Linked DNA regions of Pan troglodytes: region 1 is linked to region 2. Evidence: chromatin contacts called from public Hi-C data. All regions are on one chromosome and are shown on one strand. The core of a region is the stretch at or near the end of the contact, and the rest is flanking DNA. Distances in the headings are between cores, read along the strand shown. Region 1 holds the start of SMYD2 (SET and MYND domain containing 2). Region 2 overlaps SMYD2 (SET and MYND domain containing 2).

Region 1 (3,164 bases), core at 532-3,031, 52 kb after region 2:
TTTTTAACTTTGGGAAAACCCAATGCTCACTTCACTCAAACGTTGCAAAGTGGTGCCATGACCCTTTAGCTCTTGGCTCACCAATTCAAAGAGCCACATCACATACAGCCCTTAAGCTGCCCACGGCATGATTCCGTGTCTAGTTCCTTTCCAGGTCCCCCCAAGCGGAAGACAGTTCTGGCAGGGAGTCTGGGCAAGATTACTACAATATTTAGCCTTTGTCCCTTCTTTTGCTACGTCTTATTGTAGAATGAGGCACACAGGTCTGAGAGATTGAGTATGCTGGACTTGAGACCTGTACTCAAAAGGTCCCTGCAGGACCGCAGGTCAGCTTAATCTAGGCCAGGAATCTCCATTTCAAAGATGAAGAAACTGAGGTTCAAAGAAAGCAAATCATGGTCTCTACTCAGAGTACTGGAAGGCCTGATATAAACTTAATCCCAATGTCATGCCTCCTGCCTTAGTAAATTTACTGAGCACCTAACCAGTGAGAAATAGGCAGAAGTGAATAAGGCCAGATTTCACTCCCTTCACTACTGGTGTGAATGGATAAAGGTAACTCCACTTTCTCTCTGGGCTTTAGTTTTCTCATCCATTAAGTGAAAGACAAGACTGAATTGGTGATTTCTAATGTGCCTTTAAGCTCTGAAACTCTCATAAGAGTTGAGGATATAATTATGTGTTGGTGTGTGCAAATGTATATGCATCATATATACAAACACAGACACATATATACATATGGTATCTTACAATTAAATACCATTAGCAACCACACATCTTGCCCAATCCCTTCCTGCGACCATGTTTTCCTAATCCCAAACCGAAACTGGACACTGCAACTCATCGTCGCAGCTCCTCAGAATCCAGGGGGTGTGGTCAGTGCCCACTGGCGTCCCTCCAAACACCCATGTAAGCGTACTTTAACATGTAAGCGTACTTTACAAGACATATACTAAGTCATTAAATTCCTTGGAAGAAACGGCCAATCTGAGGCAGGGCTGGACTGTGGGTAACAGAACACACCGCAGGAAGCATAAGTTAAAGGTGACAGCCCGTGGCTGCCCAAATTTGGGGCTCCGCTGCCAATGCACCAGGAGGGCAGTGAGTGCCCAGGCTTGGAACAAGCCTGGCTCGGAGCCCACATTTGAGGGCAGGAACCTGCACTCCCGGGTTTGCGCATCCAGCGTGAGCAACTCTGAAAACGTGCAGTGCAGGGCGTGCAGCGCGGCACCGGTCCTGTTTCCTCTCGCACGTGGCGCCTGGCGTGGGGCTGCAGCGCGGGGCCTCCTCCCCTCCCCGCCCCCCACCCCGCCCCAAGGGCCGGCGCTAGGACCCCGCGAGCCGCACGCACTTCCTGGCGCCGCGGTCTAAGCCTCCCGCTCGGCGCCCCCGGCTCCCGCCCGCCGCCGCCGCCGCCGCCGCCGCCGCCCTACCTGGTGAAGCAGTACTCGCAGTGGTTGCCCCGCTCGTTGACCGTGAGCACGTAGGCATAGGCCGGGCAGGAGAACAGCAAGTCCCCCACCTGGAAGGGCTGCAGAGCCCGCAGCCCCCGGCCTTTGCCCGGGCTGCAGAAGCGCTCCAGGCCGCCGAGGCCCTCGGCCCTCATGGTGGCGGCGGGGCGCGGCCGCCGGCTGTGCCCGAGCTGCGGCTCCCGGCGAGCTGTTATTGGAGACGCGTCACCCAGAGCTGCGGGGGGCGGGGTGGGAGCCGCCCGGCGGACGCGGCGGCGGCTCCCCGCTCCCCGGAAGGGACGGCGGCCCCGCCCGGGCCTCGCGCGCCCCCGCGGGGAGGGGGACGGGCCCGGCGGCCCCGCCTAGCGCCGGGACCCTCGGCGGCCGCTCCGGGCCGTTTCCGGTGTGGCCGCGACAAAGAGCCGCAGCCCCTGTGGCTTCTGCGAGGAGGCGTGAGGCGTGTGCGCCTCCGCGGCGTCTCCACGGAGCGAGCGGGACGCGCCCTCCTCCTCGGTGGGAGGGAGGGGGGTCACCTGCGGGGAGCAGGTATCCGAGGGCCACCGCTAGACAGTCAGCCTGGCCCGAAGGATGACCAGCCCCCGGTAAATAGAAGGGGGCGAAGCCAGCTCCGAAACCTTACGTTCGCTGTCCCTTGTAAAGACCCTAGAGGCAGTGATCGGGGAACGCCAAGGAGAAAGCGGCAGAGGGGAAACCACAGTAGAGAAGTTTGGTGTGCAGAGGGTTGAAGTGTGCTTTTCCAAGGTTAGAGGTTTTTAAACCTTGTGGCTTTAATGGGAACGTAGTTTGCCCTCTGCTCCTGTAGTGGAATTACATGGACGGAAGAGGAAATGCATTGGCTGGCCCAGCTCACCGAGTCTCTGAGGCATGCTGCGAACGATGCAGAGGAAGCCAGAGAGAACCTTGCCTTCAAGGAATTTAGGCTGTTGGGGGATAATGCGATGCTGTGGCCAGTGTCCAGGACACTGCGCTAGAGTTTGCAGTAGTTTTAATATGCTTGACCACCCACGAACTGTGATCTTAGAAAAATCACTTGGGTTAGGAGTCAAAGGATTTAAAGCCCACAAAGCCTGAAATGTAAATCCTATACACATGCACGCTATTACTTTTCATATGAGAAAGGAAAATATAATCCGTGTTCCACATGGTTATGTAAAGACTGGAATTGATGTACATGCAGTAAAGACTAAAATTGTGACGAGATCATTTAGCAGAAACCACTACTTCAAACTAGGACCTCAAACAGTTAACCTGTGTAAGTTCAGGACTGGTTGAGCAAAGGGAAAGGATTAATATGATTGGAGATGTAAAATCAGTGGAATTTTTGGCATTTCAGTAAAATGTCTTTATCAGCTGGGTGTGGTGGCTCAGCCCTGTAATCCCAACACTGTGGGAGGCCAAGGTGGGAGGATCATTTGAGCCCAGGAATTGGAGAGTTGGAGACCAGCTTGGGCAACATAAGACCCCGTCTCTATGGGAAATTAACCACCTCTCAAGTGGTGCTGAGGTGGGAGGATAGCTTGAGCCTGGGAAGTCAAGGTTGCAGTGAGCTGTGGTGACTCCATTATACTCCAGCCTGGGTGACAGAGCAGGACCTTGTCTCAAAAGAAAACAAAAAAGCCCTTATTAGTGGCAAACTAAATAAGCCTCTAACCCGTCTTCAAGTAAAGGAAGTTATGATAGTATTTTCATTTA
Region 2 (3,366 bases), core at 604-3,103:
CACCAGTTTCATCACAGCTTGAGTGGGAGGAGCCGAAGCTTTCAATTTAGACCCTCATTTGAATGAAGGCCCCACCATGCACCCTAGGCTATTACTCACTTAACCTGCTTGAACCTCACTTTCTTCATCAGGAAAGCCTCTCGTTTTTGTGAGAATTCAAAGGAAAAGCACACGAGGGTCTTGGTATGTAACTGGTCCTCAATGAACTGAGAGGATGATTAAGTGCATTTTAGAAACAGCAAATGCGCAATTCTAACATCCTAACCCTAACTCTCCATATCCTACCTCCTTGATTTCACCACAACTGGGGATCATCATTCTGAAAATCCCAAAGGTCAAACAAATGGAGAATTCCTCCAGGCACAGGCTGGGCCTGTGATCACGGCCAGCCCTCTGGATGTGGGCACCCATTCCCTTTGAGGGAGGCCTGGACACAAACACAGCAGAGGTGCACTCTCTCACTCCCCCATCACCTGCGGGACCCACCCCCGCTGCTCCCACGGCAAGAGGGTGGGTGAGAGCTGCTCACCCTCCACTGCTTCAGCCATTCAGCCTGGTGAGGCATGAAGGAGATGTGCTAAGGAGGCCGTCTGGCCACTGGGAATCCTAAGGCCGAGTTACAGACATACCTTCTTCAGGGCTTTCTCCCCTGCGGCTTTGTGTTCCAGGCCCATGTAGAGTCTCCCTAGCTTCAACCACATGGAGGCCACGTTGAGGGAGTACAAAGGATAGTGCTTACTAGAACAAGAGAAGAGACAACAGGCCACCATGTCAGCGGCTACTGAGCCGCCCCACAGGCTGGGTGCAGTAAGCCGGAGGCTGCCATGCTTAGGGCCAAACTCTGCCCACCAGTGGCCTCTCCAAATCCCACCAGGGTTTGGGTGGAGAGTGTGGATGCTGCCACCCTGCGGAATCATTGCAGATGTTGTTCATTATTTGTAGTTTGTGTGTTTCTGAAAAGCTACATAACAACTGCAGGAGAAATCCTATTCAAAAGCATTTGTAAACACAATCTTCAATCCCAGTCCAGATTTTTATATTTCAGACATACCCAGAGGAAGACCCTGGGAAAACAGCTTGTGAAGTAAATGTCCCATTTATGAAGGCAGCAATTAGGCCTATCACCTTAGGTACTCAGACATACAGCCACCCACCCAACCCCCACCCACCCCAATGTGTCTTAAGACCCCAGCTTTCTGTCACACTATGATATGGGCTGGTTTAGCAAAACAGTAAGTGCTCTGAAGTCAGAACACTTCCTGTGTCTTCTGGATGTTCTTTCCCCATTGTCCAGCAGGGGCTTTAGATACAGCAAGTGTTCTCTCCGGCTGTACCTGAAGACTGACTGATGGGGTCTGCCTGGGAAACAGCCATTTCCCTAAGAACAGGGCCCAGAGGCAGCTGGTGGGTGAGCCAGTGTGTGTGTTTACATGTGTGTAAGAGGTGTTTACTTAAAGGCTAGGCTGTTCCACCCTGTGTCTCCTGAAAGTCAGTCCAAAAAGACATGTTCTAGCTGTATTCCTGGGCAGGAGGCAGCCCTGGGACCCACGGCCCCACGGAAGACCAGAGCTGGGCTTCCGGGAGGTGGCTCACGCAGATAACGATGGGTCTAGCAGAGCAAGGCCCTGCTGGGAGAACCACAGGGCTGGGATGCTGTCTGTCTGCTCCTCTCTCCCTACAGATCTCACACAGAGAACTGTGCATGAGGCCAGTGCACTTCCTCACACACTCCAGGAGAAAAGGAAGGTTTGAGTTTATCCCCAATTTAACAAATTCTGTTTCCAAGAGCAGATTTTAAGAGCTGGCTTCCTTTGGGCTCCCCCTGCTGGCTAATCAGGGCACAGTGGGGTAAGTAGAGGGTGGAGTGGGCAGTGGACATTCAGACCAGACACAACCTTCACAGACCCTAATCTCGGAAGTGGAAGGAGACTGAGGGCTTCTCAAACTCCTGAGAAACACCTGGGATGCTTCCAGAACACAGATTTCTGGGTCTAATGCCCAGCGACCCTGATTCACTTGGCCCACTTGGTGTTGGACGTACCCTGTAAATGCATAATATCAGTGCCTTTAAAAAGAGCTCCAGTGATCCCATCTAGGCCACCTCAGCCCTGAAGCGTCTAGTCCGAGTCAGAGGACAAAGCCACAACTTCCGTCTGTCACCCACTTTTAGGTTTAGTAACCCTCTCAGGCAGGAAATCTCTCCAGGGCTAATATTCATTATTACTACAAATTAAAAAGCAACTTTTTTTTCTTTTTTCCAAACCTGGGGTGGGGAGATTAGATAACCACGGTCAACCCACTGGTCCCAGAGCTTCCCCATTTGCAAACTGGGGCTGTAACTTGAAAAAGCAAAAGAAGGGGATGGTGTGAGTAATGATGAAAAGCAGGGTTTCTGAGACCACCACTTAGTAATTAAACTTGGAAGCAGTGGGTGGGAAAAGAAGCAAACTAGTGGCTTCTCAAAACTAGCCTGAGTTAACTACTATGGATATGGCCCTGGATGGACCTGGGAGGGATCTTGCCCCAGTATCCGCTGCATAACCTCAACCTGTCTCCTTGGGATGGTGGTGAGAACAGGCCTGACTCGGGAGCAGTGCCCTGCACCAGCACCTCCAGATGTGGGTGCAGAGAAAAGGCAGCTGCGCTAGGCAAGTCTCAGCAATGGGCAGGAAGACGACACTATCGTATACATTCTAAACAACCAAATTCCACTCCGTGGATGATTAGAACAGCCTCTGCAATCACCTGTAGGGCTTAATGATTTTCTGTCCATACTGCAGGGCTCCTTCCCAGTCCTGCATGTACAAGCAGACACCCATGGCCTGGTACATCATGTGCAACATGTACACGTTACTGTCCTCAAACACAGAGCTCATCTTCTCCTGGCTGAGCTCGCAGATCTCCAGCAGCTCACTAGGGGGTGCTGTGGAGTCAAGGAAACGGCCACCGGGCCCAAGCTGCCTGGAGGCTTCCCCAGGCTGGGTTCAAGGAGTTCTTTCGTCCACTCCACTCTCACCCTTACCCCATGAAAAAGTAACTTACAGAAAGCCAAGCAAAAGTGAAAGGAATTACATTTCTCCAGAAAAAACAAATGAGGAAAACCTGAAGATCGGAACTGCTCAACTCAAGAATTTTAGCCGCAGGGTCCAGACCCCTAGTTCTGATGTAAACAATGTTGATTAAAATCACGATTCTAATCAAATTCAAATCCTCACCCAAGTTGGAACCCTGAGCACGACTCCCACTGTGGCAAAGTTCTTTCTTATGCTGAGAAACAATGTGCCTTTCTCTCATTTCCTCTCACTGGTTTTAAATTCTACCCTTTAGAGTACAAATCGAATCCCTTTTCAACTCCCAAGAAAATAC

The links. Hi-C and Micro-C count contacts between places; a contact is called where the count stands out from the background.
Region 1: a contact with region 2 is called in a Hi-C map of induced pluripotent stem cells, with 2.0 times the contacts expected there. The contact joins the promoter of SMYD2 here to the enhancer-like site in region 2. A contact is called at or near these places in 2 of 7 Hi-C or Micro-C datasets (induced pluripotent stem cells and lymphocytes) and 1 of 1 datasets of contacts at active chromatin or transcription factors (stem cell-derived excitatory neurons).

The regions. Positions count from the first base shown.
Region 1 is chr1:34,823,766-34,826,929 of NHGRI_mPanTro3-v2.0_pri, forward strand. SMYD2 (SET and MYND domain containing 2) reads right to left here and starts at 1,782. Exons shown (of 12, transcript XM_003308746.7): 1 at 1,434-1,782. The coding sequence starts at 1,606.
Region 2 is chr1:34,771,723-34,775,088 of NHGRI_mPanTro3-v2.0_pri, forward strand. It overlaps SMYD2 (SET and MYND domain containing 2), which reads right to left. Exons shown (of 12, transcript XM_003308746.7): 10 at 2,746-2,920; 11 at 630-738. Among named protein-coding and RNA genes, the nearest start is that of SMYD2, 52 kb to the right of the region's middle. Within about 2 kb of position 1,854, at least 4 of the 24 cell types and tissues checked have an H3K27ac peak or open chromatin away from gene starts, as enhancers often do. A contact at or near this core is called in induced pluripotent stem cells, where this site is marked.